2 separate regions of the Zea mays genome follow, and region 2 is linked to region 1. A link is a contact called in public Hi-C data. All regions are on one chromosome and are shown on one strand. The core of a region is the stretch at or near the end of the contact, and the rest is flanking DNA. Distances in the headings are between cores, read along the strand shown.

Evidence for each region. Hi-C and Micro-C count contacts between places; a contact is called where the count stands out from the background.
Region 2: a contact with region 1 is called in a Hi-C map of ear, with 2.3 times the contacts expected there. The contact joins the promoter of LOC103641608 here to the enhancer-like site in region 1. A contact is called at or near these places in 2 of 25 Hi-C or Micro-C datasets (bundle sheath and ear).

Annotation. Positions count from the first base shown.
Region 1 is chr10:114,190,922-114,197,262 of Zm-B73-REFERENCE-NAM-5.0, reverse strand. No RefSeq gene overlaps it. Among protein-coding and RNA genes, the nearest start is that of LOC542550, 9.6 kb to the right of the region's middle. Within about 2 kb of position 2,507, at least 18 of the 20 cell types and tissues checked have an H3K27ac peak or open chromatin away from gene starts, as enhancers often do. A contact at or near this core is called in bundle sheath and ear, where this site is marked.
Region 2 is chr10:114,986,137-114,992,770 of Zm-B73-REFERENCE-NAM-5.0, reverse strand. LOC103641608 reads right to left here and starts at 1,420. Exons shown (of 9, transcript NM_001301450.1): 1 at 1,310-1,420; 2 at 995-1,217; 3 at 639-887; 4 at 506-556; 5 at 158-418; 6 at 25-77. The coding sequence starts at 1,420.

The DNA.
Region 1 (6,341 bases), core at 1,258-3,757:
GCTCTACCTGGTTTTGGGATTAATGCTATATATATGATTTATGATCCTGTTCCAATATGAATTATTATTGTTGGTTACTCTCATGTATGATAAGATAAATTTGTTTAATTGGAACATGGAGCGACCACCCAAGAAAATAGTGCTACCACAAGGGTGGAATGGGTCGCCCTTGGCTGATTAATTAGTAAAGCTAGTGTGAGTTAATCATTTCCCGAAATGGGCAAGCGGGGTGGAGAAGCACGCGACAACGGTCACCTGCAATGGTCAAATCCAATGGCTAGTGGACACCAGACTGTCCAGTGCCTACCACTGGACTATCCGATGTGCCGCAGAGAGCAACAACTTTTCTCCAACGGCTATATTTAAGTTGGGGCCTATATATACTTCTCTCAACTGGCTATTTGAAGGAGTGGGATCCCAAGCAACATATCAACACATGTTATAGACATTACCAAGTGCTCATACACCCAAGTGCTTAATAGAATCACTCGGTGATTAGCGTAGGTGCTTTGCGAAGTGCTTAGGTTAGTTAGACTGCTTATGCGCTTGCTCTAGGTTATTCCTAGTTAGTTGAGTGAATTTAGAAAAACCACAAAACTCCTCAGCTCTTGTGTGAGCCATTATAATTGTACCGAGTGAGGCGAGAGTCTTGCGAGACCGTGACAACCGAGTTTGTGTCACGGCCGCCAACATGGACCGGAGAGAATGAGGCCCACGACGTTTTGGCCGGAAGCTCGATAGTGGAGACGATGGGGATTGTCCGAGAGGAGCCGGAAGTGGAGCACAACTTGCGCGTGGAGAAGGCTCGTGGCTCCCTACGGAGTTACTCTTGCGTGGTGTTTGGCCCTCACGTGGGCTACCCTTTGCGTAGGGGCACCAACGAGGATTGTTCCGGACCTTGCGTGGTTCCGGATACCTCGGTAAAAATATCGACATCATACACAAGAGTTTTCTTTCTCTACTAGCTATCTTCTGTATTTACTCTCTCTACTTAAGTTACAATCTTTACTATTCTTAGTGTAGAATATATAGGATCCGAACTTAGGTTGCATAACTCCTTTTACAACAGAGATAGCAACACAAAGGAAAAATCTAATTTGCACATTCAAGATTGCTTATTTACATAGGTTTAGTTTTAGGGATTTATTTGTTGACTAGGTTAGATAAAAGTGTTTAGAAGTCCTAATTCACCCCCTCTTAGGCATCACAATTTCCTACATCGAGGATCGTTGTCATCATGTGATGTATTTATTTGACTATTTTGTACAGAACCCCTATTTTATAATAAAGATGTGACATTGATTTCTATACCATGAGTTATCATATGTGCGATACTTGATCATAACACACATTTGAGACACACCTAGATTTGCCCTTAAATCCAGATGTGACATACTAAACATAGGTTAAATAAATATCTAATTATAAAACTATGTGATATAATACAAATATTGTTGTTACTGTGTAGAAAAGTTTATTACGAAGCTAACACAATTTGAATGGACTAAAACAGAGTTAAGATGCAAAAGTTATGGGCTAATTTTAGGGTACTTTTAAATGTTTGTTTAGCACATAAAATAGAATCTAGGTGGTTTATTGCAAATACTAGGGACTTCAACGTGATTATTTTAAATAGAACATGGACGGTGGGTTGAATATGTAAAACATAGGGGCTCTTAATGAAAATGCCACGGTGAAGGGGTACAGGATAATCTGAGCCGTCCGATTAAAAACGGACCATCCAGATCATACTCCGAGAGCTATAAAGTGGTACACGATATCACCCGTTCGATTACAGATCAGCGCTCCAGATTTAAAACGCCGGGATCTAATCTCATACGTCCACCATTCGATCAACGGTCAGGATGAAGTGTGACCAAATGGGTATCTTGCATCTAATCGGGGTCGTTTATCAAGCAGCCAACAGCCATGGCCAAACCACCCACTTCACGACGGCCAGCGGCGGCGGTGCCCTATTAGCTGCGGCGGCACCATGGGCGGCCCTCACCCCCACCATGCTCTCGGTTGGCAAACTCCATTCCTGGTTCTACATGTAGAGGATACCAAGGCGAATTCCATGGAAGTGTTCGTACCCTAGATGAAGTAATGGCCGAGGCTCCTAGGTCTAGTCGCCAATACACCCAGGCGCGACCACCACGATCACTTCCGCGGGAACGCAGTGAGGCTCCTAGGTCTGGTACCGACATGGCTCTCGGTGCTTTCGTTTGGGCTCGATGTTTCTCCCATGTTTGACAGGGGTACGGGGATCACTATAAATAGCCTCGTTGCAGCTAGTTCCGAGGGCGGGCGATGGCTGCATCGGTTCTGGGATTGCCGATGGCAACATCGGATAATATTGCAACTAACCGAGAGAGGAGGTTCTGAGGACCCACCTCCACGTGCAAGTGGCATACGTCGAGATCACGCGCGATGAGGGGGTATGGCAAGGATGACGAGTGGACATGCACGACAGCAGCGTGCGTGCTGTGGCGTGGTTGAGAGGCATCCTATGATAGGTGGGCCCCACCTGTCGGCGCTGACGGCTTGCTGGGCTGGCGCTGTGAAGAAAGGGACCGGGACGAGGGAATTAGCCTAGCGCAAAGTTTTCTCTCTCTTTTTCTTTATTATATTCTCTTTTCTTTTTTCCTTTCTATTTTGTTTTCCATATTTCTAATTCAAATTTGGTTTTAAACTTCAAACTTAAATATAATTGCACAAACAAAAGAACTCAGCATGAATGCAAGGTATTTTCACATTAATTATTTTATCTATTTATTTGGCCATTGTTTTACATATGCCATGCACAAACATTATTTGCTTTAAAAGAAAATCTCTATTAAGAGATAACTAATTTAATTTAGAGAATAGATCCTAAAGATATAGTTTAATGAAGGAAATTTAATTCAAATAAGAATATTTTATATAATCTCTCATTTGAAAATGCATTTATTGAAGTCATGGAATGAGTTTTCCCATATTACCCAAAATAAGAATTTGGGTGCTACATACACACACTAGCGCGAGGACGTGGCATAGTATGTCGTGTCGCCGGTGCAGTCGAGGACTGGCGGGACATGTGTCTAGGACCTGTGCGACGCGTATGCGGTACGCTACTCATGGCGTTTAGTGGTTGAGCTTCAAAACCACCCAACACTACAAAGGTCTGGTTTCATCAAGTTTGGGACTGAAAACTCAGTGGTGCGGTTCAGGTGGGAATCGAAGGTGGCATATGGTGTCATCACGAAAGGTGCGTCGAGGCGAAGCAACTTCGTGTGGAACGTGTGGCCGTCAGATGCATATTTCAGGAGTTGGTCCATTTTGCCACTAGTTAAGTGGATGAGCTTTATGTATCTAAGGGTAATTTAGGCTAGTAAAATAACCTCCTATAAATAGGTGGGAGGGCTGTTGTGTGTAGCCATCTCTTTGGCTATTTTATTTAGCACTTGTTAGAAAACCCTAGTTTCCATTTCTTAAGTTGATCTGGTTTTTAGCCCCGAGATCCACAAGTGTTCTTGTTAACTCCACATCTATGTAACCTTGATTTTGAAAGAAAGGATGGCTGTAACAATCCATGATCCAGTGTTTGTTCATATTGTGTCTTCTTGATCTCGCTCGATTTTGAATCACTTTCTTCTCTCTCGACCCATCTCTTTGGATTTTGTGAGAATTGTTGATTTCATGAGTTGGGGATTGTTTTGGGGATTGCCTTGGAGTAAAGACAACTCTCTAGGCCAATGCAATCATCTGGTTTGAGCAGTTTGTGGTCGTGACTTGATCTGAACTCGTTTTGAAAACCCGAACTAAACCGTGTAGTCTGTGTTTTATGATCTGCAATTTATTTACAAATCTGATCGAGTTCAAATTTTGTGGAGACCTTGGAAACTCAATTTTCGAGGTGTTTGCAAACATTTAGATCAATTGGAGTCCATTTGGATCAGTTTCGCATTCGAAAACTAAATTTTGAGCTGCTGAAAACAACACTAAATAGTGACACGGTTTTGGCTGATTCAGACTTTTCAATGTCTGATTTGCGATCCGTTCATTTTGTTGGTCTTGTATGAGTCCTAAGAACATTTTAAAAACATGAGATCACTAGTTCGTTGATGTGCTTTTGTTTTAAGCAACAAATTTTGATTGGCTCCCATTCACCCCTCCCCTCTAGTTGCCTTTTCAATCTTTCAATTGGTATTGGAGCTGGTTAAGGATCAATCCACCATAATCGGTTCTTGATCCACGGAAGGCGACATGGAACGAGGTGTTGACAAACCTCTATTTTTCGATGGGACCAATTACCCATACTAGAAGATTTGCATATCATCGTATCTTCAGAGTATTGTGTATCATGTCTAGGAGATATGCCGCGATGATGCTTTCGATGTCCAGGGTGCTCGGATCATGTCTCTACAGATAGGGCCGTATGATTCGAACAATAAAGCCTGAAATGTTTTGTTCTCATGTCTCTTGCTTGCTGAGTTTGAGCGAATTAGACATTTAGTTACGGCTCATGAGATCTGGTCCACAGTCGAGAAATTCCATATGGGAAATGATCATGTGAAGACTAGACTTTTAAGACATACGACGAGAGTACGAGAACTTTGTCCAGTTGGCTGGAGAGACAATTGACACCATGTTCTCTCGTTTCCAGCCAATTGTGAACAAAATACGCGCAAACAAGGCGCAACTACCCTATGATGATCATGAGAGAGCGCTCAAGCTACATCAAGCAATAGTTCGGAGATTTTGGGAGGTGAAGGTCTTGACAATCATCGAGTCACACAACTGAGACTCATCACGGATGAGTTGTTCAGCAAGCTCAAGTCCACCAAGATTGACCACCAGACCTGGCCAAGATTGAGAACTCTGGTGCACCCACCATGGCCCTGGTCTCTGGAGGTGGTTTTTCTTCTAACCCCTCACCTGCTATGTTTGCTTTATCTTCTTTGTTGACCATCACAGAGGAGTAGGTGGAGAGCCTTGGAGATGAGGAGCTAGCGCTTGTTGCTAGCTGGTTCATGTGGTTTCACAACAACCACCAGAACCGACGATGTGGTGGGTCCAAGGATGGATGCTTCAACTGCGGTGACCCCAACCACTTCATGGCCAGTTGCCCCAAGAAGGGCAAGGCAAAGGCTGGCCCACGCGACTACCACTCTAGTCGGCACAAGGGCAAGCGGGAGCACACCTTTGGCAAGCACAAGTCCAGCGGAGGTTCAGTAAGGAGGCACTTAAGAAGAAGTATCTCTAGAAGGCGAAGATCAAGGAGCGTGCCTTCCTCGCCTCCCTGAGTGACCTAGACCATGACTCTAGAGGAGCTGATGACTGCTCTGGCTAGTCAGGATAAGTTGCTTAGGCTTGCTGCTTGTGAAAGGAAAGATTTCAAAAGTAACTAGTAGAGCACGCTTAGTGAGCTTGAGTTTGTTAGAGCTTATATCGTAGTGTTCGACGAGACTGAATGTGATGAGTGCGCTTTACATATGTTGAACATCACCACATTGTAGACCAAATATGCCACCTTGCTAGATGAGTGTGACGAGCTTCAATCTAGGCCTAGCTTGTTAGGTGTGTGTACTACTTGTCCTAGCTTACAGACTGAGCTAGCGGAGAAGAACGCTAGGATAGCCTCACTTAAGAAGGCTAACTCAGTGAGTGCATTTGTACCTGCATAGTGTGCACTTTGTGGGGGTTTGTAGTTTGCTCTTGAGTTTTGCAGACATGACAAGATTAGGATCAAGGAGAAAAACACATACCTTCGATCAGTCTTAAGATGGGTGTCTAGAAGTGAGCCCAAGTTGGGCATGATGATCAGTTAGATCAAGAGGGAAGCTGGCAGATCAATGTTAGGCATTGTTGCTAAGGCTGTGAGTAACGCTCCTTTTGTTAAGGTTGGTGAGTGCAGTGGGTTGAGTTCTTTAGAGAAACATCTAGCCTCCCCAAAGTTTGTCAAAATCACTCCACCTAAATCTACCACCCTTGCTATGAGAGATGGAGTGTTTGTGGAGCCTGTAGAGGCCCACCTTAGAAACAAGTGTGGTATCCAAAACTTAACCATCTCAGGAACACACTTGACACTCTGCCAGACATCTCTAGGGATCCCCTTCCTAGAGCTCCTCATCCACCCAAAAAGACTCACTCCCACAAACATATTTCGCCCAAGAGAGAGCTAAGGTTCTATTGTGAGTATTGTGAGAGGTATGAGTATTTGGCTACCTTTTGCTTTACAAGGAAGAGAGATGAGCAGTGGGTTTTGAGTTGATCAGAGGGAACATGAACTGCTCTTCTCATGGTGTTCATGATATTCCTGCTCAAAGATGTCCTACTAGGCCGAGAGGTGCTTTGCCTGA
Region 2 (6,634 bases), core at 171-2,670, 800 kb before region 1:
CATGGGTGTGAATGTCCTTGTTACCTGAATGGCCTTGATATTGAAATGGCTTAGGTCTGCATACATTCCTTCTGTGCCTATTGCATATGACAACAGCCCATTGAGATTGTAGACTAATAACTACCATCGCAATTGCACTTTTCGATGTAAAGTTTACCTGTGACACACAAGATAACGCCACCCAGTGAAACCCATCCATCCTTCCCATTCCTTCTGAAGTAATCCACTATGTACATTGGATTGAAGGCTCGGAGAACACCGATCTCGTGCACAATGAGGTTATACATTCCAATGCCAGCAATAAGAAAAAACCATAGTGTGATGATCGGAGCAAAGGAATACCCGACCTTGTCTGTACCATAGCGCTGGACCGAGAAGAGCGCGAACAAAATCGGCACTGAGATCCAGACTACCTGCGCTGCACGAAAAGTGACAGCAAACAATTTACATGTTGAACAAAGCGTACCAACTGATCAATGTCTGTAGGAGCTCTTTTTTCACATACTTTCAGTTAAGCTTGGCACCTTCTCCCTGATCCCACTCACTGCAGAGAGCACTAGAAAAGCAAGAAACACGTTAGGATTTTGAATACTGGATACGAATGTGCTTATGACTTCTCCGTATACTGTTTCTGTTACCAGAAATTGATGGTGTCAAGGTTCCATCCCCCATCACCATTGATGTGCCAAGGATTGTAATGATAAAGAGGCTAATCTTTGCCGCCTTGCTAGACTCGAGCTTCTGCTTCAGCCACTGTGCCACCCTCAGTTCCGGACTGGGCGCTTCGATGCCATAATTTGACACCATGGCATCCTCAGCCTGCTGATTTGGTATCAGCCTTACCTTGGAGTGCCGCGATATAAGTGAGTAGAGGGCGAACGTGCCACCTAGAACAGCAGTATGTTGCTGTTAAATGTGAAGTACCGAATAAACAGCAGGAATATGGTGACTACAGCAGGTTGACAGGTTGAAATTTCCTGTCTTATGAGCTTACCATCTCCATTGTCATCTGCATAAAGCACAATGAAGACGTACTTGACCATTGGTATCAGGATTAGGGTGTAGAGGATGAGGGAGAGGACGCCAAGTAGGTCATCCTGGTCCTTGATGCCATCAGGGAAGGTGCTGGATATCGCATAGAGTGGTGATGTCCCGACGTCCCCATAGATGATGCCAATGCTCTGAAATGCAAGCTGCAGCAACCGCGGCCAGCCTCCCTGTGTCACCATAAGTTTTATTGTAGTAAATTTTTTCTGTCAGTGACGGTGCATCTTTGCAACACGGTAACCAAGTTGCCTGGGAAGCAGACCTCAGAGCCATGGTGCTTGAAGCCGGAGACCTTTTCTGCATCACCATAGAGTGAATCCTGTCGCTTGAGCTGCTTGGTCGTTTCTGGTGGCTTCTCAACTTCTAGAGACATCTGTGCTCTCTCGTCACATATGACACCTTCGGACAATTAGGAGGTTATTGGAATGTATGAAAAATCTGCAAACAAGATTTCAACCGCAACGCTTGAATAATCAGGTGGTGAATACAGAACCTAAGATCATTTTTAGAAAATTACAAAGTAACCCAAGCATCTCAAATCCTCAGCTGGCCAGGAATTGAATCAACCGCTAAACAAAAAGGTGAAGAGGATCACAAACCCTGTTCAGAAATGCGGAGTCGACGAAGGTTCGGGAGCCGAACCAGCAGCAGTGAGTGCCGGGGAAGACAGCGGCGCACACGTCGGTGAGAGGGTACGAAGTCCGCGTCGTCTCGGCGGTGGGAGGCAACGGGGGCGGAGAGGTAGGAAAGCAAGAGGCGGACATGAGCGTTCCGTACTTATAGGTCCGGTGGTCGCGCCGCGACGCACGGAGCTGGGGTTGGATGCTTGGACGAGCGCCCGCGAACCACGGGAGACGGAGGGAAGGGGTGGTGCCATGCTCGGTGGCCGGAACTGGGAAAGCGGAGCGGAGTGGAGCGTTTCGTAACCACGGCTCTGGAGCCAGACACGTGTGGGGTGAACGAGGGGAGGGATCCACTGTTCCGAAGAGATGAAAACGGACGAAAACCGTCCGAAAAAACTTTCTTCCATTTCTGTTATTATTTTTTTTTACTGAAAACAGGACAGTGGAAACGAGAACAGTTGTGAATATACGGTTACACAAAAACTAAAACAAACTGATATGCAGGGAAAACGAGCGGCAAATAAGGACCGTATTTGTTTCAGCTTTTTTCTGATTCTGTGTAACACCTAAAATCTTATTTTGGAAACATAATAAAATCATCTAAAATTTTTGAATTGAAAATGTGTTTTAAAACAAGAATCTCTTATCTTTGGAGCCACTTCTTCAAAAATAGATAGGTTCTATAATAAAAAAATTAAAAAAAGATTTCTTATATGAATTAAAGTAAACCTTGGTAAAGGCTATATGTTAAGTTCCTCAAAGTAAATAAGTAATGGATATTAATTTTGAATTAACTTACAATTATATTACACATTCAAAATACTATATTCCTATAAAGAATTGTGTATGTGTTCCATGGTTTAAGCATATCCCTAAATAAATAATTAACATATAAAATAAACATGACTTGCATCTCATGTTGGGTTCTTTATATATTGCATCATGTTGGAATTTTATTGCTTGTGCACTTAATATTGCAATCTTAAACATATAATTGTATTTGAATTTGGTTTTGTGAATTAAAATAAGAAAATAGAAATGGAAAACAAAAGGAGAAAACCCTTACCCAGGGGCGACGACAGGGGGCAATGTCCCCCCTAATGCTCCCCTAAATCTATAGGATATGTTAGTTTTTTAACTAATTCTCATGTAAATAGTGCAAAAAATACTTCTAATAGCCCCCCTAATCTAATTTGGTCCCCCTAATTTTAGATCCTGGCTTCGCCCCTGCCCTTACCTGCGCGGCTGCGCCTGGGCCAATTACTCAGCCTAGTAGCCTTCTAAAAGCATCTAGAGCACTAGTTAGTTTTAGTGATTAATGACAACATGAGATTATTTGTGACTAACATGTGTTTTGCAGAACAAATGGTAAGTTAGGTCACAATGCAGGGAGCTACACTCCAACAAGCGAAAACAATCCCTCAGATCAGAACTTGAAGCGACGACTGGAAAAGATGAATCAAAAGACGAAGGTCTTCATATCATAAGTGTCGAAGGAGTTGTGGGACACTTGGTATAGAGTTAGGATTTTTATTTTTACTTTATCCATACTATAAAGAGGGGTTGTAGATGAGTAATTTGACCAAGAGATAACTAGTGTAGTGTCGGTGCATGTTCACACTTAAAACTAGTGCTAGGTGTCACTCAAGATCTCACTCACAAGTTGGAATCAAAATTGGTTTAGAAAAATCCAAGGAAAAATAGAGTGTTGCTGCTCTGGGGACACCAGACTGTCCGGTGGTGCCCTATGCAGCCGGCTAGAGAACGCTCAAGTGCACCCGTGAGCAAACAGGAAGCGTCAGCCGTTTTTTAGAGGCACAGGAATGTCCGATGTGTACCGGACATTCATTGTACAATGTACGATGCTCCTCCATGTAATAGCTAGTTGTCAGAACTAGCCATTGGGAGCGCTCAGGTGGCACACCTGGCTGTCCGGTGCGCCCATGTGCAGAAAACCATGTAACTACTAGTTTGGGTGGTTTATTTATTCCTGCTCCACCAGTCATATTTATTGTCTTGTTGTCTCAATTAACAAGCATTCATTGCTAGAGCATTGCAAGTCCACAAAGTCTAGTGAGGTGATTAGGAAAATCATAATCCCATGTTAGGACCTCATTAGTGCGCATGAGAGCCACCTAGAGCACACACAACATGCATTAGACTTATTTTGGTCAAGTGAAAGTCTACAATTTATTACTCTTGGTGATTGACATCACCTAGATGGCTCGGTGGCGATTGGAGCTCGGTGATCACCTGGGAGGATTTGTTGGTGACCCGACTCGGTGATTGTACGCGGTCGTGAGGGATCCACTATGCCGGAGAGGCAAAGGATCATCTCATAGTGAGCACTTGGTTCTTTCAAGGACCAAGAGGGAGTGATACCCTTGTGCAGGTGCTCTAACGTGTACTAGTGAAGAGTGCCGACTCTTCGACACCTCGGAAAAAATTGGAGGAGTTTTCTTGCCCCTACTTTATATTCCACATTTACTTTAAGCAATTTAATTTGTGTATTTGCATTGCTAGTATTTGCCATGACGACTTAGGGTTTGCTTACTGTTTCATAGCTTTTATATTCTAGTTAGTAGTTGGGTAAAGTTGGGCTCTTGTTTTGGGTTTAATCTTTCGCAAGAATTTTTGAGAAGCCCAATTCACCACCCTCTTGGCATCGTGATCCTTTCACCTTCCTCAACCCATTTTCATCAGACCAACCTAGGCTTCCTCGCGTGGCCCAATTTCCTCCCTTCTCACCAATCGACACATGGGCCCTGCTTGACAACCAACCCCTCACCCCACGTCCACACGCCCACACCACTCACTTTGGTGTGGGCCCCTTTTGTCAGCACCATCCTTAACCAAACCGTAATCGATTCCATCATTCGCACCGGTCGTTGCAACATAATCGTCATACGACCTCCCTCGATCTAGTGCCCCGCGACTGGATCTCTATTGTGCATATAAAGCTAGGCACTATCGACCTCTGGACCACCTCATCGAGCCCCTACGCCATATCGTCAAAACAAATCGAGCCGTGAGTGGAGATCGGGGAAGGAAGAGCCACCACATGGACATGGGGTATCTCACCTTAACAGTCTCCCGTGCCTCAAAGTATGGGCTAGGCAGGTCTCCATGGCACGCTGATGATGCCCAACTCTACACCATGCTGGGCTACGATTGGTCTGCGAGGAATCACACTCTGGTGATTAGGCGGAGTCACCATGCCACCGTGCGCCGTGGAACCTCGCCTCTGTCGCCGTTCGGGACGCGAGTGCGGGTCTGAAAGGTTCATTACGTCCCCTGGGTGGTGGTCGTGGCCACACCCAGGTGGATTTGTGACAATAACACTGGTGAATTTCTCGTCGTGGTGGCGAACGCACAGCGGGATAGCTTTGGTTTGTGGGTAGTAGGGTCGTCGCCATAATCTCGAGTAAGAAGCATGCCATAACATTTGCCTTCCTATCCTATTTCTCTTGCACCGAGTAAATTCGAGCATAGAGCGGTGGGTGAATAGATGTGTTTCGCACCGACGATGGCGCAACCGCGATGCCGTCACACCATCACGCTCCGTGGTCATGATTTGAAGAATCACTGGTAGCCATCTCTAGGACAGATTCGATTAGATCCTGATAGGTGTTGAATCTGAGCCGCTGATCACACAATGGATGGGCACAATTAGATCACAGGTTAATGGAATCTGGACCGTTGTTTCAGTCGCGGTCGGATCGGATGAGAGCAAGGCATGAGATTCCTTGGGCCGTTAGATCTTGATCAAAGGGCGAGGATTGGATACCAGTTTAAGGTATGGGCATTCTAATATGATGCGTAGATTTTCCATCCGACGATCCTAGCGATCCCATACCCCTTTAGTCGATGTCTTTTGCTAAAGAACCCCTGCAAAATTTGAGAATGAAATCCGACGACCCTAGCGATCCCATACCCCTTCAAGTTGTGTTAGTTTTGTAATAAAATTGCTTACAGAATAATAACATTATTAGTAACATATCACAAAAGCAAATCGTGGGATTACAAATGCACAGTTATTTCCTTTATGCCGACCTCCAGCATGATGTTCGAAGCAGCGTTGAAACCGCCCGTGAATGGGCCCTAAGCTGCAACAGACGAACTCTCTAGATAACACTGATGAACTTCCAGGAAATACCACCGATGGAGAGTTACGAGGTGACTTAAGCTGGTACCGCACCCCGGTGAGGACCCGAGGATCCACGATCTTACGTATGGAGGCCGAGGCATCAACAAGGCACAAACTATAATCCTCGGGCAGACTCCATAATCGAACTCTCGCGAGAAAGGGCTCGAGAGGTAGATTCCAACACGAACAAACATCATCCACCAAAAACAGAAAACATTAATCCAACTTTCCATTATTTCAAAACAAATCACAGCAGGGTGTGTTTACAATGCAGGATCGGGAGTATTGCGAACAATTCCATCCATGGACAACCTGTGAACAACACGGTTCGCCGCTTCATCGTAATGCTCCAGCATCTCCATCTAGCCTTCGTCCGGTAAGGCCGTTGTCACACCCGGTTTTGGAAGGTAAACCGAATGCGAACCATGTACGTGTTAGGATCAGAAATTCACGTACACAGTGATTATATAAATGACTCATCATAGCACAATGCTTCGAATAACAATAAAGAGTAGGTAATAATACTAAAGACCAGAGTCATTTACATAATATGAATCAAAGTGCACATAATAGAAACGTAGCCAACGTAAATAAACCCACCACAGATAGCTGACTGGGGGAGGTCACTAGCTTAATCCGCGAACTCGTCGAAGTCTTGGAACTCCTACAGATCTGCCTCGACGCCTTCTTCTTCTATAGCTGAGCATAGGTTACACCAAAGGCAACCTGGTGTTTTGTGAAAGCAAGGGTGAGTACACATCAACGTACTCAGTAAATGTCCCGTTTGGCTGTGGGGGACAAGCTTTATGTGGGGTTA